Regions from separate parts of the Mus musculus genome. Here all the other regions are linked to region 3. The links are chromatin contacts, called in public promoter capture Hi-C maps. All regions are on one chromosome and are shown on one strand. Each heading gives the region's core, a stretch centred on a gene start, on an enhancer-like site or on the middle of the called end of the contact. The rest is flanking DNA. Distances are from core to core; before and after follow the strand shown. Region 1 overlaps Asap2 (ArfGAP with SH3 domain, ankyrin repeat and PH domain 2). Region 2 overlaps Asap2 (ArfGAP with SH3 domain, ankyrin repeat and PH domain 2). Region 3 holds the start of Iah1 (isoamyl acetate-hydrolyzing esterase 1 homolog). Region 4 holds the start of Asap2 (ArfGAP with SH3 domain, ankyrin repeat and PH domain 2).

What was found. Promoter capture Hi-C pulls out the DNA fragments that hold promoters and counts their contacts.
Region 1: a contact with region 3 is called in a promoter capture Hi-C map of liver. The contact joins the enhancer-like site here to the promoter of Iah1 in region 3. A contact is called at or near these places in 9 of 39 promoter capture datasets (the C10 cell line, cranial neural crest, embryonic stem cells and 6 more), 1 of 484 Hi-C or Micro-C datasets (embryonic retina), 2 of 115 datasets of contacts at active chromatin or transcription factors (pancreatic cancer cells and stem cell-derived neural progenitor cells) and 1 of 9 other capture datasets (adipose tissue).
Region 2: a contact with region 3 is called in a promoter capture Hi-C map of liver. The contact joins the enhancer-like site here to the promoter of Iah1 in region 3. A contact is called at or near these places in 9 of 39 promoter capture datasets (the C10 cell line, cranial neural crest, embryonic stem cells and 6 more), 2 of 484 Hi-C or Micro-C datasets (CD4 T cells and embryonic stem cells), 2 of 115 datasets of contacts at active chromatin or transcription factors (effector CD8 T cells and pancreatic cancer cells) and 2 of 9 other capture datasets (adipose tissue and liver).
Region 4: a promoter capture Hi-C map of liver shows a contact between it and region 3. The contact joins the promoter of Asap2 here to the promoter of Iah1 in region 3. A contact is called at or near these places in 20 of 39 promoter capture datasets (the 3T3-L1 cell line, 3T3-L1-derived adipocytes, the C10 cell line and 11 more), 1 of 484 Hi-C or Micro-C datasets (nephron progenitors), 6 of 115 datasets of contacts at active chromatin or transcription factors (bone marrow-derived macrophages, craniofacial prominence, embryonic stem cells and 2 more) and 2 of 9 other capture datasets (adipose tissue and liver).

What each region holds. Positions count from the first base shown.
Region 1 is chr12:21,140,104-21,146,088 of GRCm38.p6, reverse strand. The region is part of intron 1 of Asap2 (ArfGAP with SH3 domain, ankyrin repeat and PH domain 2); the gene reads right to left. Among named protein-coding and RNA genes, the nearest start is that of Asap2, 31 kb to the right of the region's middle. Within about 2 kb of position 3,393, at least 29 of the 459 cell types and tissues checked have an H3K27ac peak or open chromatin away from gene starts, as enhancers often do. A contact at or near this core is called in liver and pancreatic cancer cells, where this site is marked.
Region 2 is chr12:21,165,821-21,171,423 of GRCm38.p6, reverse strand. It overlaps Asap2 (ArfGAP with SH3 domain, ankyrin repeat and PH domain 2), which reads right to left. Exons shown (of 29, transcript NM_001135192.1): 2 at 3,148-3,220. Among named protein-coding and RNA genes, the nearest start is that of Asap2, 57 kb to the right of the region's middle. Within about 2 kb of position 4,058, at least 109 of the 459 cell types and tissues checked have an H3K27ac peak or open chromatin away from gene starts, as enhancers often do. A contact at or near this core is called in adipose tissue, effector CD8 T cells, embryonic stem cells and 2 more, where this site is marked.
Region 3 is chr12:21,312,831-21,318,880 of GRCm38.p6, reverse strand. Iah1 (isoamyl acetate-hydrolyzing esterase 1 homolog) reads right to left here and starts at 2,489. Exons shown (of 6, transcript NM_026347.3): 1 at 2,369-2,489; 2 at 1,453-1,505; 3 at 835-983. The coding sequence starts at 2,449. It overlaps Cpsf3 (cleavage and polyadenylation specificity factor 3), which reads right to left. Exons shown (of 18, transcript NM_018813.3): 17 at 5,018-5,114; 18 at 3,825-4,233. The coding sequence ends at 4,132.
Region 4 is chr12:21,109,300-21,115,517 of GRCm38.p6, reverse strand. It overlaps Asap2 (ArfGAP with SH3 domain, ankyrin repeat and PH domain 2), which reads right to left and starts at 3,762. Exons shown (of 29, transcript NM_001135192.1): 1 at 3,349-3,762. The coding sequence starts at 3,474.

The DNA.
Region 1 (5,985 bases), core at 2,144-4,643, 170 kb after region 3:
TATAGCTATTTGGTGCTGGAAATATGGTCCAGTAAAACGCTTTCCACACAAGTATAAGGACTTGATTTCCATTTCCCTGCTGATGTTAAAAAGTGGCCACAATGATGCACATCTGTAAGTACAGTGCTGGGGAGGCAGTGACGGTAAGATATGCAGGGCTTGCCAGCCAACCAGTCTGGTCCAAGAGGTAAGAGAGTGGCTATGTCTCAAAAAAACAATAATGTGGAGAGTAACTGTTTTGACAATGCACACCAACCTCTGGTGCTGTCAGGCAGGAAGCCCTAGGCTCTAGACCCGGTACCTCATTAAAAACAATAACAGCAAACAAGATGGATTTTCAAAAGTCAAGTATGGGAGCTGGAGTGCTGGCCCAGTTAAGAGCTCTAACTCCTGCAGAGGACCTTGATTTGGTTCCCAGTACCACACGGCAGCTTACAACCACCCCTACTTCCCATTCAGCATTCTCTCCCAGGCTATGCAGGCACCAGGCATGCGTGTGGTGCACATACATACACGCAGGCAAAACACTCACTACACGTATAATAAAAATAATAAATCTTTTTTTTAAATGGTCTAGTCTGACTTTTTTGAAGAGATCTTTAAAAATCCTACCTTTGGGGGTGAGGAGTGGGGTAAGTGCAAAGATCTGCCCCAAATCAATGGGCTTTACTAGGGACAAAGTCAAAGCCCCAAACCAGGTCTCTCTGGTCTTTTGTCCAGACTCCTCCCTCATCTCAGGCCACACCCCTCTCTCTCTTTTGATGCTCATACCTTCCCAGGGCTCAGACCTCATATTTTGGTGATTACACAATCAAGCACGGGATCTGTTTTCTTGCACATGGCTCCCAAACATCCCCACAGCACAACACTCACTGTGACCGAGTTCCTCCTCAGGCGCCATCCAGGGCGCCAGTGTCAGAGACACAGGAAGCAAAGGCTCTGCCCACAGGGCGAGACAAGTGTCATTCCAGTGGAGAGACATGGACCAACAACCCCTGGTGGATAGTGGCAGGTGGAAGAGACAAAGGCAGACATGACCAGTGGGCTCCATTCACTGGCGTATCAGCAACACCCAGAAGGCATTTGGTGACTCTAGGAATGAAGGAGAACATTACCCGGGAAGGAAAGTGACAGTTAAGTAAGACGTGTTGGAGAAGGGAAAAAAAAAAAAAAGACTTGGAAAGTAAGTCTAGGTTACAGAGGGGAACCGTCATCACTTTGATAAACAACCAGAAATAAATATATGACTAATGGGTGTAGGGTTTGTTTGCAGAGCTCCACACCCAGCACAGTAAATAGCCTGAGGAAGCACAGATAAGACCGTAGCTATGCAGGCTGGCCATGCTTCAGGGACCCCAAATGCACCTCAAGAGTCTCCAGAGCCCAGCAATGACAGTTCCACACCATCAGCCCAGAGATCTGGAAAAGCACAGTGCTCAACTCGAGTCTCCCTCAGACCAGAAGCCCAGGAAAAACTCAGATCCCAGTGTGCTGAGCTCCTGTCAGAAATATCATCATTAGCCAGGCAGTGGTGGCGCACGCCTTTAATCCCAGCACTTGGGAGGCAGAGGCAGGTGGGTTTCTGAGTTTGAGGCCAGCCTGGTCTACAGAGTGAGTTCCAGGACAGCCAGGACTTCATAGAGAAACCCTGTCTCAAAAAACCAAAATAAATAAATAAATAGAAAGACAGACAGACAGACAGACAGAAAGACAGACAGACCGACCATCACTAACACCCTCCATGGCCTACTCTCCATAGATGCCTACTGGGAACTACATACATGCCACTACATTCCCACCCCCTCGGTCCAACAGAGTAAGTAGCCAACAGACTTGTCCTATCAGTCCACAGATGAAAGCTCACATCTGACCTAGGGCTGCATGAACTATTCCTATCCTGGTATGGGTCCAATTGGTACTGGTAAAATGTATCATAGAGCATTCTGTGTGTAAAACAAGAACTGCATGCAAGCACACTGTTTATACGATGCTCCTGGAAGAGCCTAGGGGAAAGGTTTTCCTCTAGAACACTATGTAGACCAGGCTGCCCTCGAACTCACAGAGATCCACCTGCCTCTGCCTCCAAGAGCTAGAACTAAAGGGTTAAAGATGTGTGCCAACACACCCAGCCTAGTGTCACATATTCTCAGACTAACAGCCCACTGCCTGCTCTGCCTACTGATACAGCTGGGTGGTAACTGGCAGTCGCAGGCACTGTTGACACCATGCTTTAACTGTATGTAGTGACAACCCAGTGAGCAATTCTGTCCCTAGACACAGCAAATACCAAGACCCTTATAGAATACCTTATAGAAATTCCAGCTGGGCGTGGTGGCGCACACCTTTAATCTCAGCACTCGAGTTCGAGGCCAGCCTGGTCTACAAAGTGAGTTCCAGGACAGCCAGGGCTATACAGAGAAACCCTGTCTCAAAAAACCAAAAAAAAAAAAAAAAAAAAAAGAAATTCCAAGGCTATAGAAGGGCCTCATGTGAAAGTTCTTGACTCTATCTAACACACTATCTATGTAGTGTGTTAGGCCCTTGTGAGTGCTGACTGTAACAAACTGCTCTGCAAGCTGCATGGGTGTGCTTGTGCATACATGTGTGCAAGGTGTGTACATGTGCCTGTGTTTCCTTCTCCAATTATCTGTCTACTGTGCATCAGGAAAGCCTAGAATTTCATTCGTGAATTTTACAGAACCCACTGTCTCTGCATAGGTTAGCATTCACCTTGCAAAGGCAAGCCTTTTACCTGGACCCCTGTCTCACAGGTCATTTTGTAAAATTTCAGTGTATTACAGTTTTTAGAATCAGGTACTTATTATAAAAGTAATTTTCCACCAATTCACCAAAGAAAGGTTTATATACAGTTACTTCATAAAAGCATACATCCGTGCTTCTCACTGAAGAGGGCTAGGGGAGGCCAGAATTCCCCAATAAACTCGCCAAATTATTTGCTACTTCAACTTCTCTCAACACTAGACTGTGAGCACTGGGTGACACAGATTCAGAATCCTGGGTGACTGGGGTCATAATTCAGATTGCCTCATGAGTAAACAAACATACCAAGGAGAGAATGAATGAAGAGTACATGCCCCGATGACCTACTTACAATCTGGATAAAACCAAAACAAGCTTCAGCTTAGCCCCGCTCCCCACAGCTCCTGCAAAGACATCTTTACATCTTTGGTCTTCTACCAACCTAGAGCTGGGAAGCATGTTAATTAAATTTATCTTTGTCATGACATACAGCTTTTTAAATAAAATATGATTTTTAACAGGTACTTCCCTGATTGAGTCACACTTTCCAACAGTGATTATAATCTGTGCCTTACCCCCAAACTCCAAGGTGCACTAAGGGCAAAGCACTCCTATTCGTGGACACAAAGGAAAACACTTCTGTTAAATCAGACCCGCCCCCAGGTCCAGAGTGTTAATCACTGCGTCATGAGACCGACCACAGACACATCCTCTCAGCAATAGTGCAGCCATCATTGAGGGCAGCCCCTGATGAAACAGGCACACAAGCCACGATGCCTCCTTTCTTCCCTGGTTTCTAAACTACAATTATTCAATCATATTAATTGTACAAATTAGTGGGTTTCGGTGGAAACATTTCTATACATGCATACAATCGTGTTTCGATGCCTGTTTTATTTTTAGAACAAATTCTGTTCTTTGCTACTTGCTATGAGTCTGTCGTATTCAGGCAGGAGCTAATAAGCACAATGGTCTCACACCAATTTAACAGCTACTATGAGCACTCACACAACCAAAATCTACCTTCTTAGCTTCATGCTGCCCAAAGGGTGTAAATTCCCACCATAAATGAAGAGGAGGGGGCAAAAGAAAGAGCTGGAGCAGAAGAAACAGAGAAGATGATTAAAATGGTTATCAACCAAAGATTCTCTCCTGGGCCTCGCCTGGCATTCAGAGGAGCCACAGGTGTTGTGTTTGGGTCCAACAGTGAACCATCTGGTCACCAGCTCTCCTCCCTTACAGCTTCTGGACGGACTCAGAGAACCACACTGTCCCAGCACCAGACAGGTGCTTCACCATCCAACTGGGCACCCTGCTGCAGGATTCTGGACCTATTCACGGTCCTCAGCACCCAGTTCCCCAGTGTGTGACCCTAGAAGCAGATTGCCACAGGTTCCTGTAAACCCCAGTACACTAGTCTACAAACTGTGACCAAACACTACTACCGTGTCCACACTGGGTGAAGCACAGGAAGGGCAGCTAACATTCAGAAGGCCCCGAGCCTGTGCCTCCTGGGGTTCAGGCCAGATCTCCATCTGTGAACCACCAATTATGCTCCCAGGAGGCCACAGTCCAAACACTACCCACCCACCCTGCTGTCTGGCCAGGATGAAAAGTGTCATTCCAGCACAGAGCCCAGACCTTCAGCCTCATTTCTGAAACAGGAAGGCATCTTACCAGATGCCTCTGAAGGACACACAGACCTTCAGCTCTGTGTCTATGAGAAAAGTCAAGCTAAAAGAGGCACCTGGCCCAGGAGTACAGCACTACCCAACAGAAGAAGCCTATTTGAAATTCACAAACATCCATCCAGTAACAAAAGTCCAGTTCCCTTGCCTGTTTCCTGCCCATAGGATCATTCTCTGCGGTCTACATCAAAATGTCATTCCTTTCTGTCTGTCTCCTCCCTTGCCTGGATTCTGCAGTGACTAACCTATGTAGATGCTTACAACTACTTGTGGGCCGAGTTGAAACTACATGCGTTCACAATAGAACACCTACGGTATTTCTATGCACAAACATTAATTTAAACGAACCAATTTTGCTTTCAGGTATAGATGCATATTCTTTAACTCCATACAAGCATCTCAGAATTACCCATTGCCTGGCACACGAAGCAGCAACTGGACAACCACTCCGCAGAAAACCTGTCACCCAAGGCAACCACAAACACAAAGGATGAACACGGTCCAGCCAAAATTCTGCAGAGTCATTATTTGATATGGAGGTAGTCCCTTCTGGAACAAGACTGAATTAAGACTGCTGTCCTAAAAGATAAATAAGTGAGCTCATACAGTTGGCTCTGGAATGTGATTTTGCACTTTTTTTTTTCTGACAAATATAGATAGATAAGTCTATAGGGACTCACTATGAAAACCTTGTCTGAATCATGCTAGGGGACCATCTGGTTTGTTTCTTACCCTGACTCAGTTCCTTTCCTCAACCTTTCCAGTGGCAGCAGGGCCATGGCAAAGAACACAGAAGAAGACCTGTGTCTCCGCTGCTCTAAAGCCCAGGAAGGTTACGGAGCCTCTGGTCAGTTCACTCTGTTAATATAAAGACACAGTCATTGGTGATTTTAGTGCCACTCACAAGAGTCCAAATGGTTGGTGTTTGAATGGTATACAGGTACCATGGAGGAGAAGGGATTCTCTACTCTTTCAAGGATCGGAGCCTCAGCTGCTTCATTTGTATACACACACACACACAAGTACACACAAATGCACAAACATACACCGGCACACACCTATCACTTCCCTTAAAATACCCTGAAGTAGCACAACAGCAACAGTCATAATCCCCACGGGTGAGTATTCCCACGACACAGCCGATGTCGGTAACTCTGAATGTGCTCTATAGCTGAAGAATCCCCAAGTACCAACACGACACCGGACTCCGCGCTTTCCCTACGCATAAGGCGAAACACAGTCGGTAGCTTCTAGAAATACAGCTCACCACACTCACAAGCTAAAAAGGGAGAAACATATGGTCAGCTCAGCTGGTGCAAAAGTCGCATTTGACAAAATGAAACACCCATTCATGACAAAAATCTCAGCCCTCTGGCAAGGAGGGAAAAGGAACCCTCTGAAGCACAGCCACACAGAGAGCCCTGCAGCTAAGGCAGGGGAGCAGTGAGAGACTCAGAACCAAAGCAGCGGCCATACCCCCCGCCCCACCCCAACACCTGCTCTTACAGAAATTCAGGGCAGCAAGAGGGAAAGAGAA
Region 2 (5,603 bases), core at 2,809-5,308, 150 kb after region 3:
GTGTGTGTGTGAGACTCACAGCCTTATGACAATTCAAACTTGGCATAATGGGACTGATGAATACAAGATATCAAAAGTGAAATATTCCCCTTCCAAGGTCAGGTGCAAAGCCAGCTTGCTGGACGCACGGTATACCTCAGGGACATCTCTGACCTAGACAGTCTTCGAAAACTGTGAAACCCTGTCAGATAAGAGCTTTTGACGGTTAAACAAAGCTCTTTCCTGGGGTCTCAAGGAGAAGCAGCATTTTGATCAGACAGAGTGTACATGGAGGGAGGCCACAGCATGGCAAGATCAGGAGATGGTGAGGGACCCGAAGATGTGCATGCGGGCATGGGGAGTGGACCTCTTTTGGTTGGCCTGAGTCCAGGGGATATGTGGGAGGCTGGGCCTCACCTGGTTCCTGCAGAGTCCACTAAATATAGCAGCTGTGGCTCCAGGACCACTTTAACATGGAAGAGATCAAGGCAGCAATGTCCCCTAATAACCCATACTTGCACACTGACACTGCCTACTGGTCTCCGCCCCCATTTCTACTGCTCCTACAGACCTCCCTCATTTTTCCCACATTCTGAATGGAGCTCACTTCCACTGACTTCTGTGTGAATAAGAGGAATTCTGCTGGATTTTAAGCAGACACAGCAGTGCCTCTTGTCTTTATTTCTAAAATGCTTCCAAGAAGACAGGTAATGGAACGAGGTTTATGGTTCACCCACAGCAATGTGGGTCAGAAAGGCAAATAAATAAATGAGTGGGTGCATCAAGGCTATGGACACTTGCATCAGCCTGCACACGAGCCACACTACTCCTGTTTATCTCACTTTAAAAAGATAATCTCCTTTTTATCTCTGACAAAGTCTTGTCGGCATGTGATGATGAAATCAGTTCTCTTCAATCTGACCAGAATACAGTATCCCTGTTATACGATTCGTTAATACTCTCCAAATTATAAACTCAAAAAAAAAGCCAAGTGAATCCAATTTTTAAAAATTAAAATAAATTCTCCTGAGATGCTCTGTGAAATCTGGAATTGGTCAACGGTTGAGCATCCATCCCTTAGTGAGTTCTTGGCCTCCTGAGAAGCAACAAGGTGCTAGACATAGTGATGGCAGGCGGGCAATGGCTCTGTGACTGAACAAAGCCCCGAGCCAGCAGGAGAAGAACACACTGGGAGCAGCTCTGATCTGCAGGCCCCTTCTGCTGTCTAACTAGAGCAGTCTGTTGTCCAGGTTATCACAATGCACAGGAAGCTGAGGGTCCATGCCGAGTGTTCAAAGGACAATATTGTCCCGTTGCCTTCTGCAGGGCAGGGCCTGAGGCAAAGGACCACCTTCCAGCCCTCCACACATGTGTAAGAATCAGATTGTCCTTTGTTCCTGCTAGTTCTGACCGGGACCAGGGTGAAATGTGGGCTCTTTGCAGTCCTGAGCCTCCTGTCCCTCACACGTATCTTATTTAGGCTGTCTCTACATTTCTGCAGCAGCACTGGGAGGGCCTCACTGTGGAGGTCTTGTACAATGTCTGTAAATCTGTTCCTAAGTCTTTAAGAGAACACTGTGGAGGTTGACGTTGGTTACAGCCTCAAGTGGACGAGGAGTCAACATCAAGAGATGCACCTCTGGACAAGTCTGAAGAGTGCTCCTGGAGAAACAGAGGGAGGACTCCCAAAAAGTAGGCATTACCTTCCAGCAGGGGCCTGGACATGAGATCTAAGGGACAAGCTGACTGGTGTTAGCCGGCCCACTTTGCCCTCTGTGAGGGCACCTACTCTGCACCTTCCAACACCAGAATCCAGCTTCCTGGGCCTCCTACCTCAGACTGACGACCAATGACTGTCCTGGGATTCTCTAGGCTTTCAGCTCCGGGCTGGTGGACTGAGCATCAGCTGGTCTGCAACCTCTCTGGTGTGCTGACAGCCACTGCTGGACTACCATTCTATCTGGACCGTGAAACCTACTCATCCTGGTTCTGCCTTACCCTTCAGGTGGACAGCACAATAGGTAGATCCTGGAACAAAAGGCCAGTCAGCCTGTGGGAGAGCATCCCCGATAAGTGTAGGAGTCTGGGTGCCTGTGTATGGGTCTAAGGGACGTCCAGGCCCCCTGCTGTCTGTACTGTGACCCTCTTACCTTGAGGTGTCTCCTTTTAGTCGGAGTAGTTATCAGACAGGACAAGATGATGTCAGCAGGCTATGGAACAGTCTAGAAGTTCTTATCCTCTCTAGCACTTCTCAATGTGAGTAAAACCATGGGAACTACCCTCGGCTCATGCTCAATGCTCAGCACTAACTGCACAAGCCTCAGTGTCGGGGCACCTGGGAGCTCATCTCCACCCAGGGTGTTTGCACTGAGCAGCACCCACTTGCCCCACACCTACAGCCTCTTTTAAACCTCTACCACCATCACTATTTCTGTTTTCTGAAGGCTGACACCTTCCTGCTGAATGAGGCCACACAGACATCTGGTGACTTCTCAGAAATATTTTCCATCATTAATAGTATTTGTGTGGGGCACCCTTCCTACCATCTGCACAGCCTGCTGACTTTAAGCCAAAAGTTCCAGGGACTCTTGTTTTGTTTTGAGACAGGGTCTCAAGCTGTCCGGGCTAGCCTCTAACTTACTATGTAGCTGAGGATAGCTTTGAACTTTTGATCTTTCTGCTTCCACTTCCTGTGCTAGAATCACCTGCACATGCCACAGGCCCTGGGAACCAAGCCCAAGCTTCACCTCGTGTTCTCAGCAAATGCTCGAGCAACAGAGCTCTCCCCATTTCTGCGGTGATTTTGTTTTTCTACGGTCTATAAGTCAAGCAAACAGTACTAGATAGTTAGTGGGTTATGCTTGTGTGTTTACTCATTTTCTTTCCAAACTAGGAAATGATAGGAGAGGTGAGGAACACAGAGAGAAGTCTGCTGTCACTCATAGCACACAAGCCTCGTTTCTGCCTTCCAATCTGATGGCGTGGGCTCATGCTAGGGCAGACAGAGGCAGGGAACTGTTCCTGAGCCAGACTACAGATAATAAAACCTATTTCTGGAGTAGGTGTCCCAGTGTCTCTGATCTGTATGCTCAGTACAGGAGGCTCAACACTCACTGGCAAATGGTGACTTCACTCCCTACCCGCCCCCAGGGAATAGCGAGGACTCACCCAGCCCAGAGATATTGATTGCCTTCACAGATTTCTTCATTTTGTAGAGAACCATCCGGTCCACGTCCAAAGCCTAAAATAACAGGGAATATGTGAATTAATAACATGTTTGCATACAGACCATAACTACCAGCAGCAGCAGTGAGAACCTTCTGGGATCCCTCCCGTAAGGCCCCCGGGCTGCTTCTATGGGCTGGGTCTTTGCATAGTTTAGTCTTTCAAAGCACACAGAGTAGCAGTTCAATTGTGTTACAGGAAACCAACTGGAGAGTCTCAGGCACCTGGAGCTTACAAGCTGCCTCTGCCCACATCACCTGCTGGTCTCGACACTCTGCATCCAGGTCAGTGAATCCCACAGCCACATCTGACAGATGGCTCTACGACATCTGGGCTGTCCCTAAGCCCCTCTGTCCCTCTCACCTTGAAAGAAAGAGCAGTTTCAAGGATAGCAAGTGCCCCTCCCCACAAAGAGGGCTCTGCCCTGCCCCACCCTGCCCTGCTGGCTCCAAACAACAGGCAGCCAAGTCACAGAACCAGACCTGCCCCACACAAATGCAGCTCCGTGCTTTACATTTGTGAAGCTGTGTTCAGGAAGCTTGTTCCTAAGCCTCTCCAAGCCTCAGATTTCGCATCCAGAATCCAGCTGTAACAGGCTGGATGATTAAACAAACACTCGCATGGTTAATATTCAGCAAATATTTACAGAGCCACCTTCAGAGAGCAGCAGTAAGTGGCACTTACAACATCTGCACATAGTAGGTGTTCAACAATGGGTACAGTGACTCATCAAACTTGGGGATTTATTCTCAGCTAAGCTTCCACCAAAGAGAGAGCTCGAGCACTCTCCCACAACTCAGTTAAACAGCGAAGTAGATCAAAGGAAGACAAGTGGCTGGGACAGGAAACTGAGCACACTGGGGACCGTGAGAGTGAGACCACGTGAGCAGTAATGGTGGTGACGATTTAAAACACCCAAGTGACCTGTCATCTAAAATCGCTGAATGGGCTTCCAGCATTGGCTTTTGTAAGTCCTCCCTCAGTCTGAGGTTGCAATGGCTATTTTCTGGGGGGTAAAAAGACAGGTGAGATTGGAGTTGACAGTTTTAAATAGAAGAGTGATCAAGAGGCTCCAGATGTAGCAAAAGGGGGTGGGGGACTGTTCTTATTACATTACTGTGTGTTTGTCTCAACACACAGGATATACTCTGAGTAACCCCTTAGGTATGTCAAGATCAAACCCTAGCCCTAGGCAAGCACACACAGAGATAAATATCCCAGGTTTGGTTTTAAAGACAGCCTTGCCATATTATATAGCTCAGGCTGGACTTGCATCAAAATTTCTTATAGTGAGTTAGCTTTTTGTATATAGGGAATGATTTTAAGTGTATGTGTCCCAGAGATATGCTCCTGCCTCAAACTCAGTGCTGGGTTATAGGCCCTTGCTACCATATCTGGCTTTTTATGTGAGATCATGGTGTGTGTGTGTGTGTATGTGTGTGTGTGTGGTGTGTATATGTATGGAGTGCTGCATATCTGTGGAAATCAGAAACGGACATGAGATGTCCCCCTTCATCACTTTCTACCCTACGCCCTTGGGGAAAGAACTGTTTGGGTCATTTAACTCCCAGGATCCACCTGGCCCCACCTTCCAGCTCTGGGGTTATGGCTATGCCTGGCTTTTTTATGGTGTGGGCTCTGGGTTGTTTTGTTGTTGATTTAAGACTGAGGGCCTCATGCTTGTATAGCTAACTCTCTTACCTACTGAACCATTTCCTTAGCCCCCAAGGGAACTCTTAATGTTCCTGGGTAGTCATCTCTAATCCACTCTGGACCTTGAGATATAAGAGGGCATTTTATATCTCAAGGGAAACAGTAACTAACTCACAAAACACTGCACTGAACTGTCCCTCACAGCCTCCCCGGTCTTCCTCAGTCCTCCCCAGTCCTCAGCCTCCAAGCAATGTTTGCTCAGCCTCTATCAGAAACACTGATTCCTAAAGAGCCACCGCCCATGTGTTGGGGAGCACAGCCTGACAGACAGACATGAATCAGTGTGCTGTCACAACTGGGAGTTCCCTTCCCATGTGACAGGTCCTTGCTACAAAGCACATTTGATCTAGTAAACATGCAGTCCACGACTCCTGCAGAAAACTGTCTTGACCAGCCTCTGCAATCGACCGGAACTTATATGACCTGTATTTAAACAAGGGCCACCCTCCCCGGACCCTCCTCACAGGCAGCAGAGGACACCCACAGCAGCAGGGCTGAGCTCCCTGCAAGTCACTCAGCCAACAACACTTGCCAAAAAGCTTTGAGTGCACAGTGTAAAAGGAGAAAACATCCCACGCTTCCCGGCACTCACAACACCCAACTCAACTGAGCAGTGCAATCTCCCTGTGCTCTGAGCTTTCCTTCCCCTCCATCCATGCCCCTGGACTGTCTTCTTCACTTCTGGT
Region 3 (6,050 bases), core at 1,240-3,739:
CATCATCCGTAAGGCTGATGTGTAGGCTATGATGTAAGACTGCCCTACCTTCACTGACACTGGCTTTAACCCTCTGAAGCTCACAGTGTGCTCACTGGGAGCTGAGGTAATGGCAGGTCTGCCTCTTAAACTAGCCGTGAAAACCAGTCAAGTGTGTAAAGTCGCTCATCAGGCTTGCTGCCAGTCAGGCTGGCACACAAGCACTAGGCTCTCCGCAGACTCCGTGCGAAACACAGAGAGTAAAAAGCAAAGTTACCCATGAACCATCCTGGCCAGTCTTTCTCCATAATCACGTGATCTCCCATCACTTGAGAGGTAGAGGCAGAAAGATCAACTAGCCTTAGCTACTTAGTGAGTTTGAGGCCAGCCTGGGCTACAGGAGATCATGTCTCAAAAAATCAAACAAACAAAAAAACTAACAAAAAAGGACCCTTCTTTGTCACTAGAGGGTACATGAGCCTAGTCCTCCCCAAAAAACCAAAAACCTAACAAAGAGGACACTCCTCTGTCACCAGGGGGCGCATGCCCCAGAAGCAAGCCTTCTGCTGCCAACTGTATCAGCTGAGGACTTAGAGGGCAGGAACAGACAATGAAAAGTACTTTCAGGTGAGTTCAAGGAGGCGGTCATATGGGAAATGAGCCCTAGAGTACCTGAGCCAAATCTGACCACATCAAAGCCCAAAGAAACCCACACAGGCGAGCGAGCCCCAGGAACACTCAGTTCCCGGGAAAGCTTTCTACTGGGAGATACAGAAGCAGTCTGGTGGGAGAGTAATATAAACATGTATTTGTTTGAGTCCAGGCAAACCAAAGGTGATCTAGGGATGTCCTTACCTTTGAGTGAAGAGTCATTGGCACCAAAGAAGATTGTAACGGCCACTGGGTTTTCCATCCCAGGCCCTTTCCTGATAAGTCTTGGGAGGATAATCTTGGCCCATCTGGTGTTATAACCTGAAAATCCACGATTCAGAACATCACACTTTCTGAAAGAAATTGGTTAAAAAGATGGGTTATGAGCTAAGAGCATAACCTAGTCCTGGGAGCTGTCCATAATTAACCCGTGTTCTGTGAACCTTATGGGAACGCTCACCCTGCCCAGACTCCTCATGTCCCTCAATGAGATATGAATTCCATACAAGGGTCTAATTCTATACATTTTAGTGGTGACTCAAGGTACATCTAAAATGGACTTTCCGATAGACGTTAACCAAACGGGTACAGAACGTTAGGAACCCACTAACAGGCTGGTTTGAAAGGTTCCAGGAAGGCAGAGCAGCCAATACAAGTGCTGCTGGTTCCCATGTGGTAGAAACTCGATTTTGTTGAACCTGAATTCCTTTCCTTTAACATGTATCCAGGAGGGGAAAGCTAGCAGATAAAAGCCTCCACCATTCACTCTGACTATGCTTCCCACCAGAAAGTAGCCAAGTACAATCTAGGAACTGTTCTTACCTGACTAGTCTGTCAGCCAGCAACGAGCCCCATCCACCCTGCTGGAAAGAAAACTGAAGAAAGAAGTCTGTTACTACCCACACAGCTATACACTATGGCATGGTGGTGGGCCAGGCCTGTTAGATGCAGACTCCGTTTAGACACTCCCAGGCTTCTTTCTTGCCTTCCTTGCTTGGGAAGGTATTTTGAGAATTACTGTGGCTTCACTTGGAAACTCTCTGGACATGAGAGGGTTTTACTGTGACCTAACATTAGAGACATTCGTTATCTGAACAGCAGAAAGCTCAACTATGTTGAGTCAGCTGACATAATGTTATCCCATTTCTCCACAGCTGAAAACTAAGGAAGCCTATGCTCTATTGATTTCCCTGACAGTCATGGCAATCCTCCAGCAGTATTGCGCCATCTCGCCCACTCACAAAAACTTAATGCCCAATATCTAAAAACAATGTTGCCAATTACTAGGGAAAGCCAAGCCCGCGTACGAGTAAATTGTGGAGAAGCGTCTTTTTTTGTTTTGTTTTGTTTTTTAATCTCCCTGAAGGAAGGCATCTTGAAGAATTTCCTCAATCGGGAACTATATGTTTTCAGATAGGGTTACTTTTTCATGCTGTTGAAAGCATTGTTTTCAAAAACCACTTGGTACTGGACCTAAGCCGCTTGAGGAAGAGAGGAGTGAACTAGTCGGTTCAAAGTTCAAAGTAGCTTCGGTGAAGAACCCGCAGGAGGTTGCAACCAAGCGAAGGCGGACCCTTTAAGCTCCCGTGCACCCCGACGCGCACCGGGCCATCCAGAGTCCGGGGGAGTCGGGCAGCTCGGGATCCGTACCGGCTCGCGGAGCACGGTGGGGTGGGGGAGAACCGCGCCTGGACTGCTCCGACACGCACGCGGATGCAGCCGAGGGTGCGGCGGGTACCTGCGTGATGGAGTCCCCGAAGAGCAACACGCGAGGCCAGAGCAGAGCGCTCCCGCTAGCAGCTCGCTCGCACAGCGACATGGTAGAAAGCCCAAAACCCCGCAGGGCTGCGCCGGATGTGGAGGAGCCTCGCGCCGTGGGCGGAGCTAGCTGCGGGCGGGGCTAGCCGTGGGCGGGGTGAGCCCCAGATCAAACCTCTTTGCACTCAGGTCTCCTGAAGCGAGTGTCCCCGGCCGGGTGAGTCCTGCCACCGGTTCACCCCAACCCCGCCTCTCCGAGACTGGGGATAGCTGTGGTGCTTGGAAATCTCGTTTTTAGCAGGAGCACTCGTCCATTTTTGGCCATGCCCAAGTGGAGGATTTCCTCTTCCAGTACTGGACTTGATGGGCACAGTAAAAGATAGAGGTGTCTAGGGACCCTCACTGTAGACCGCCTGACTTCACGGTATCACATGCCCCAGCTATTAAAAGGAAATTTCTAGTTTTATGTAATAAATTTTTGTATGTTATGGGGGCCCTAGGCTTTTGGTATAGGCCAAAAACATGGGAATTTGGCTGTTTTATAGAAATTTCATTTTAAGGAAGTCAGATTTACACTGTTAGCAAAGCACCGGAGCGTTTACACACCCAAGAGGGTAGGTAGACAAGACAGGCTACATGGGCGAAGTTCTTTGCCTTGATAGTGTGCTCTGAAGGAGAAGCACTCCCTTGAGAAGGGTGACAATCCCAGCAAGGAACTGAAGTGTTGCTATTTTACATAGATAGCAAACCTGGCCTCCAGGTTCTTTCAGCATCGCTGCTCAGCCCCTACCTGGTACCCTGCCCCCAACCCTGGACTGTCCAGCACAGGGGCTGGACTCTTCTGTAGTAGTCAATGAACTTTTTTTTTTAAGATTTGTTTATGTATATGAGTACGCTGTTCAGATGGTTGTGATTGTTGGGAATTGAATTTAGGACCTCTGCTTGCTCTGGTCCAGCCCCAAGACTTATTTATTACTATATGTAAGTACACTGTAGCCATCTTCAGACAGCAGATCTCATAACGGGTGGTTGTGAGCCACCATGTGGTTGCTGGGATTTGAACTCAGACCTTCAGAAGAGCAGTCAGTGGTCTTACCCGCTGAGCCATCTTGACAGCCCTGGGACCAGTGAACTTGATGGCCCAACAAACCTGCGTTTTTTATGTACTTGAATCTGGCTTGAACTGACTAATTTTAACATCAGAGAAACATCACTGAGCTCCACCCACTTTCTCCTTGGTCTGAATTTTATGTCCTTTAGAAAACCAGACTAATGAACTAACTCACACTACATCTGAGGCATAAAACCCCATCTCTGAATTGAACATGTAGATCCCATAACAGATGAGTCCTAAAAGTGGTGGTTTTAGAATCATAAGCCAAGGAATTGGGTAAGGGTGTGGAGAACAGGGGTTTCAAAGCTGTGGCACAACATTTGCATTCAACTCAAAACTCAGATTTGCCAGTACAGACCAGAGGAAGACAGACGGAGAGCTGAAGATTTCAGCATACACTGCGGAAAGTGCCTGGAGGCAGACTCAGTGTGGTGCTCAGGCAGAAGTGGCTCCCTTGAGGATTAGTTGGAGAATAAAGGACACATCAGTTGGTGGTCCTGCAGTAGTCAAGCCATCTGATGCAAAAGTAAACAGGCACCCCCGGAGAAACTAAGGTTATTTTATTTGAAGAACAGAAGTTAACTCTTGGCTGAGTGTAAAAAAGTCTGGGAGTCTGGGAGGCAAGGCTGTCAGTGCACCGGCGTCAGAGCCTCGTACAGTCTCTGGGCGGCCAGTTCCACCATTTCTCGGAGGGATTCATCATCTTCACTTCCTTCTTCACATTCTACAGCCTGAAAATAAAAGCGCCAACTTCAGCCTAGAATTATCCCCTGCATGAAAATGAGCACTCTAAGCCCTGGAGGCAGATTGCCAGGATATGAGCCACAGACTCACCCTCCTGTCACCTGCAGTATCTCTGTCAACACAGTGACTGGAGAGCCAAGGGTGGGGTGGGGTGGGGGTGGGGGATGCCTAGAGCTTTGGACCAAAGAAAGCCCCCATCTCTGTTCATTTCTTGATGGCCATGCAACTGAGCCCGTGTAATACGAATTACTGAGCCAGCAATGAACTTGGTGAATTGTTCACCGCTGGGTGTGAATTTGACTTTAACCATCCAACAGCCACTGCCTTGCGGCTGCTGATTTAAACTGTTAGTCTCACTGTACACACGGTACTCCACTCTTGTTGTAGCCCAGGCTAGGCTGGAGCTGGGGATCGTCTGCCTCAGCTCCCTGAGCAGTGGCTTACAGACATGCATTACATTACCCACCGAGCTTAGAGCAGCTCATGTGGTACAGCCCAGCTACAGAGCACAGTTCCAGCCCAGCCTGGACTATAGTGTTACTGTTTTAAAGCTGGTGTAGTGATGCCTGCCGGATACTCCAGCAATGGTGAGGCTAAGGCCAGCCTGGACTACAGGATAAGAACCTATCTTGTAAGACCCAAGGCTTCGTTCCACTAAGGCACTCACCATCTGAGCCACCAAACTGCTCCATCTAACTGCCAGGGCTGCAGTCTTATTCCTATTGTCACCCTACTCCTCAAAAGTCTTGACACACTTGGATAGCTACGTACCCGAGTCTCCAGATTAATATTTGCTGTTTTCCCGTCCACTGTGACACTGAGGACGGAGTCATCTTTCACACTGACACAGTCTTCTCCAAATATGTCCCTTTAAGTGAACAGAAATTCGGCATTACTGGGAAAGTCCAAATTCACCTGTTTGGGGAGGAGGTCCAAGTCCTTCTCTAACTCGTCCAAGTTAGGATGCTTTTAGCTGCCCAGGAGACATCAACTTACAACAACTACTAAAACAGCTCGACCCACGAGAGTGCTGTACTGGTTTTGCTTTTGTTTTTAATTTAATACTGAGGATTAAGCTTGGGGCCTCACACACATTAGGCAGAGACATGGCACACCCCACAGCCTATTCTGAGATAGGGTCTTACTACATTGCCTAGAATGGCCACCAGTTTCTATGCAGCTACAATATGCTTGCACTGTGACCCTCCAGTTTGGGACTAACTAGGGCAATACAGTGAAATAATCTCTTAAAACATGAAACAAAACAGAAAACCAACAAAAAGCCATTATTAAAATTTATTTAAATTTCAGTATGAAATTTTAGAAAAATGTAAGTAACAAAAAAACCCTTCTGAACACTAAGATGTCTAATTAGGTTAATTTCGATCTGAAGGCAGAAGCAGCCTTGTCAGGGTTTGAACCTGCACCATCCCCCAGAGGCTCAATGTTATGGGCTTGGTGACCAGCTGATGGGCTCTGACTTAACGCACTGATCCCTAATCTGACAGACTTACAACACGCTGGCATTGCTGCTACTGCACTGGCAAGCAGGATGCTAGCCTAGGTGAAGAAGCTGGTCACTGAGAGCATGGCTGATGGGTCCAGCCTAGGACTTGAAGGGAATAGCTTGTGACTCTGAAGCACAGAATACATACGTGAGTTTCCTCCTCTACGACACAGTCCCACCACCATGACGCTATTCTTCATGTCAGGCCAAAGCCAAGGCTACCTGGCTATGGCAGAGCCCTCTGAAACCATATGGCAAAATGTATCTTTCTTCCCTCTGTCTTTTGCATGCAATTGT
Region 4 (6,218 bases), core at 2,513-5,012, 200 kb after region 3:
AGTATTCTGTAGTAACTAGAGGCTCAAATAAACTAAGATACAAAAATCAAAGCTGGGAAGAGGGTGGGGGGTGGCGCGGCTCAGTTTTCAGATTTATGCCACAACTACTTATTTTCTCCCTTATTTCCAAAGCACAAAGCTGACACCAGTTGCACTCTGCACTTTGCAAAGTGTGCAAAGTAAGTCACCCAGAGAAAGTCATCAGGAAGTGAAAAGTTTCAAACCAGCTACACTCTCACCTGTTACCAAGACAATAAGCTCCTTAGAGAGAATGCATGGGGGCTGGGAAGGCAGCTTAGGGGGTCAGGTGCTTGCTGCACAAGCTTGTGAACCTGCATGGGGATCCCCAGGATTCAGGGGAAGCAGAGACAGGCAGTGGGGAACTGATTCAGCAAAGCATTGCAAGTTCAGCCTCTGTGCTCAGTGATCACAGGAGCCATCACACACACACACACACACACACACACACACACACTCAGGCACACCTAGGGGGAAGGACAACAATTTCCATTTATATGCACACCTTCATCCATTCATCCATTTTCTCCTCCCCTGCTCCATTCTCATTCCAGGGTCTATACAGTAACTACAGTGAAATCTGGTAAAGCAGCTACCATTTACTAAGTCTACTGGGTACTGTACCAGAACCTTCAGAAATAGACATGATTATCTAGACTGTGAACTGTAATGAAAACAGTAAAAGAGTGTGTGGGCGGGGAGGGTCTCATCCCAATTCATACAACTGGAAAGTGATGGAGCCTGACTTAGAGGTGGCTGATCTAGCTATGGGCAGTTTTGAGAACACAGCATCCAGCCAAGTTCAAACTCCACTTGCTATGTCTATAACCTGAACTGATCTCCTAGCCTCAAATTCCTCATCTGCACATCAGGGATAGAGATTAAACACAACTGTTTGATACCTGTAATACAGGTCAGGCACTGGCTAACTACTGATATTCTAGCTACAGGTGTGCAAGCCAAGAAAGCCTATTTCAGTCAGAAAATGACTATGACTAGACATATTCTCCATTGGAAACAAACAGGCTTGCCAAAGTTAATCAGATAAGTTTACTAATTCCATAACTCATTTAAGTAGAAGACCAGGGACTTATTTTTTTAGTTGTATTTCTATGAAATGTGTAACTATTTGTATGTCACAAAACCTACCCTAATGTCTCATCTCACCATAAAAAGACATTTGCTTAAAGTCTAAGTATTGTAAACATGGTGTGTTATTACACTAGACAGAGAACAACATTTCTTTTTGGAAGTGAACATTAAATAATGTAGGAGGAAAAAGAAAGCATTATTTTAAGTAATCCACACTGAGTCCTTTCACCCTTCAAATCAGTTCACACACACTATTATCTTAGAGTGGATGCTGGCCTCACTTAAAATGAGATAAGCCTGCAAAGATTTCAGGTTTTCCCTGTTTCCAACTCAAATCCATTTTCTGCTTAGGAGGCTGAGTGAAGCCAGCCTCCAATTTAACAGAATGACCAAATCCACTCTCTCTTTAATCTACCCAGTAACTGAGCTCTTGGGTAATCTCCTGCATTGCATGGAAAAGCAGCTTTGGGTTCATCCACTATAAACTAAAATTAATCAGAGAAAGGCCATGCCAACTTTAATTGCAACTCCTATTTGCCAGGCTTTCCAACATCTGCCAGTATTACTGATACCTAACTGATTCAATACAATGAGAGAAGCGTCCTAACTTTATAAACATGGGCTGTCTTTTAAGGACATCACACACAAGTGTCCTTTCCACAGAGGGAATCCTACCTTTTTGGATGTAATCATTTTCATAAGCATTAATGATGTATTTTCAAAACACTGTGACTATCTTCCTAGTGCTTTTCAAGGGCCCTCATGGGGGAGGGGCTCTCATCCCCCTCATCCCCCACCTGCCTCATTAAAGGCATCAGTGGCACCTAAAGGCCAGGCTGAGAAAAGTGGACTAAAGCAATCTGCTCTCACTGAATTTGCTACAAAAGACTTACAAGCAGATCTTTGGGAAGACAGGAGAGAGAAAAGAAAGGGGATGAGGGTGAAGGAGAAGAACAGATACCCTAGCTCACTTCCAAGAGCAGGATACTGAACCTAGTATTTTTCATTGAGTCTAGTCCTGACTGTGTAGGTCTACAAAGACAAATATTTTACACGAAAGAAAAATAGTCTAGTTCCCCCCCCCCCCAGGCGAAGCCTAATAGCGAATGCTTTGTTCAAGCAAGGGGAAAGGATGTAATGACATAGCTTAATTTAAAAGCTCTCCGAACACCAGCCTCTGACACAAGTATTTTAAAATATCTACCTCGATCTTAAAATTCTAAGCAAAAGAAATGTAGTCATCGGTTCACTACTGCTACACATGTGTGTCTCGTTCTCGTACCTATTGTGAGTCCAGCTGGACGCACATGGCCTACAGAGCCGAAAACACGAAACTCTAAATTCTGTTGGGGAGGTAAAGAAAATGATGTAAGTGAGGCTTTCCCAAGTCGCGGACAGCTGCGGTCCCTGGACTCACACAGCCTCTTCCAAGCCTGCTTCAATTTTCAACCCAAACTGCTTCCTTCTTGCAGTCCCTCTTCCCCGGGATCTGGAGAGCTCGCTGCTTAGCCACTCAATACAATGACTATGCATCTTGAAAGCCCTTACTAAAAGCAGGCCTTTTCCAGGTTAAGGGCAAAGGAGCTGACCATACTGTCAACAGGCACCACACAGGTAGCCCAGAGGCGGCCACCAAAGGCCTTTTGGATCTCAAAGCTCTGGTTCTCCACATCCCTCGACAGCGCTGCTCTGTGGCACGCAGTGGGAACTGCCAGGCCTCCCAAGATGGGATGGGCACCCGTGCCTAAGCAGCTTGGGGTCCCCTGGATCTGCTCTGCTTGTTGGCTCAGAAGCCACAGCTGCCCCCGCCGGGCTACTTCTGGAACAAGTTGGAGAGGTCCGCGCAGGGAGACCCATCTCTCCGGGGCCCGTAGAGCTCGCAGGGGTCCCCGGTTCGCAGCCGCCACAGACTCAGAGCCGAAGTTGACCTCTCCGAGGTGGGAGCAAAGGACCTGAAACCCTGCGAGGGAAATGGGAACAGACAGGAGCGTTCCCAAAAAAGGCCCAAGGTGGCCTAGCAGCCTCTCCCTAGAGCAGGGAACAAAGGGCTTCTGTGTCGGGCACTGCTGGCCCGGCTGCGTCCGGCTCTGGGGGACCAGAAACTTTTCCAGGGTGTGGGCGCAGGCGGAGGGCACTGGGTCTCGGGCACCAGGCGCGAAAGCCCAGCGGGTCCCCAGGACGCAGCGGGATTACCGCGACCCTAGCCTCCCGCCCGGCGCCAGCGATGCTACCGCTCACCTCCTCGATGGCCGCCACGGTGTTCCGGCACTGGGCCGTGCGCGTGGTGAAGCTAGAGGCCGTGGGCGCCTTGTAGTCCTCATGGGTCTCGGCCACGAATTCCGACACGGAGATCTGGTCCGGCATCGCTGCAACACCGGGGCGCGGACTGCCGCCGCCGCCTCAGTCGCCCAGGGCGCGGGCTCCGACCCCGCCGCAGCAGCCGCTCAGGGACACGGACAAAGAGGAGCGCGGGGCGCGGAAGCCGCCGCAGGGCGCGGGAGCCACCGCGGGACGCCCGGTGGCAGCAGGGGCGCGTGCAGCCCGCAGCTCTGCCCGCTGTGCTCCTGGAGCCGCAGCCGCCGCCGCCGCGTCCTCTTCGAGCGAGCCCAGACGCGGGCGCGCACAGCCGGCGGGAACAACCCGCCACCAAGCCGCTGGCCCGGACGCCTCCCGCGGAGAGGGGCGGGCCCGACTAGGGAGGGGGCGGTGGCCCGATGGGCGGGGCGGGGCGCAGGCCTGGCCGCCAATCGGGGCGCTCGCCGCCACTGCGCCGCCGAGAAGCTGAGGCCGCAGGAAGGAGGGCGATGTGCGCTCGGGACTGGTCAGCGGCTGTGTGCCGCCGCATTGTGTCTGCCTTCGGGACGTGCTGGGGTTCGAGGGCGCGCCCTTTCCCGGGCTGCGGTGCCGGCTCCCACCCCGCACCCGCCATGACCTCTAGCAACATTACCCAGAGGGCGTGGAGTGGAACCCGGGATACTGGCTTCCCGGCTGGAGGGGAGCCCACCCTTTTGCTCCCCAATTCCACCCTTGGCCTCGGAACCCCCTGAATTCCCCACCAGAACCTCAGGAAAGGGCCAGTGAGACAGTGTGGGTAGCTCGCCCCCTACAGGACAGTGAAATCCTCCAGGGCACTTTAGCGGGACAAGATGTAGGGACCATGTGTCTGTGCACCTTCTCACAGCCTCAAGAAGCCAAGAGTAAAGGCAGGTATTTTGCATAGGGAGGTGACCATGGTACAAGCCGAAGGGGAATTCAAACCCATGACCTTCGACTTGGAAGAATACTCCAACCCCTAGTAAGCATCTTGTTCCCTAAGCTTGTACATTTAGGGACACTCCCAGTTACTTGAAAACAGTTTTAGGGTGCTAGGCCAGGCTTCACCCTGAGGAAATCATAGAATGCACTGATTGATGTGCTGTCGGAAGTGAGGGATACCCAAGAGAACCAGAGGTAGAGCATGGTTGGGGGTGTGTGTGAGGTATTGTACCTGAAGGTTCTCAGAGAGTACTCCAACCCACAGCTGACTGATCACAGACACAACTGGGCCAATAAATCATTTGAATTAGGACATTTTCGTCTATAGCTCATTCAGAAATTCTCAGCTGTATTTTAAAAACCCAGAGGTTCTGAAGACACTAGTCAAAAATCACACCCTCTAACTCCCCGAGGCAAGAGGCACGGTTACTGCTGCTGCCAACAATACAGCCTAGAGAAACTTTACAAAAACCTTTTGTATGTCTGAAAAGGAGGGAATGTGAGGGACATTGTAAACCCAACATGGGAAATAAAAGTGGTCTCCTACTGCCATAGGACAGTAGACCAGTCAATCTTTTTAAGGCTCCCATGTACAAATCTGCTGTATGAGGTGGCAGCTGGGGTCAGACATTATGTATGGCTTCTGGTATTTTACCAGCACTGCGTGTGAATAAGTTCAGCCTTCAAAAATAGCTGCGCCAGTGGGTAGCTTTTATTCCTGCGCAAGGGAATAAATTGCAATCCCAAAACTCTGCAACTCTCTGCCACTTTCCACTGTTGTGAACATCTTTCCATTTAGTGTCTCAGGAGCACACCTATCTCAGCATGTATAACTCGAGGGTATTGTGTTATAGTACAGGCTCTCCTGCACAAAGCAATCTTCTGATCCCTCTGCCTCTCTTCCCACCTATAAGTCCTTTTGTTCTGCTCTGAAATTGAAGAATATTCCCTGTGACTTTTCAAGGTTTTATTTTTGGAGACCTGGTCTCTGTGATGCCTTGGGAAGTTAAAAAAAAGTAGTGTTTTTCCTTGGCATAATATAGTACCAGTCAAACGAATCAATGTGTCTAACACACACACAGACACACACACACACAGACTCACACACAGACAGACACACACACACAGACACACACACAGACACAGATACACAGACATATACACACAGACACACACAGACATATACACACACATACAAACACAGGGACACACACATACACACACACAGAGAGACACAGGCACAGACACACACATACACAGAGACACACATACAGAGACACACACAAACACATACACACACAAACACATACACACACACAGACATGAACATAATTTAAAGTTTAAATGTTGAACAGGAATCAAGAGAACACTACCCACTCTTTTGTATGTGGTACTGAGGATTGAATCCAAGGTCTTGAACCTATAGGCAAGTGCTCGGACACAGAGTTACTACCCCAGCCCTCATTTACATATTTTTAATGCATCGAGAAAAGAAGATGCTGATATTACCATTAGAGACACGGACACCACTAAGTTTATTTTTAAAAATACCTGAAATATCTATTTTTTAAAATAATTCTTGTTGGGCATGGTGTCACATCCCTTTAACCCTAGCACTCCGGAGTCAGACACAGGTTGGTCTCTATGAGTTTAAGGACAGCCAAGTCTACAGAAGTAACTTCCAGGATAGACAGGGCTCTATACAGAGAAACCCTGACTCAAAAAATATATAATAATTCTCAAGGATAAAATTGTCCTAAAACTGAATTAAGGCAATATACAATTTCACTTATCCCATACCATACAAACATTTATGTTTTGCTGTAAAATATAAATGCCTTTGATCACACAGT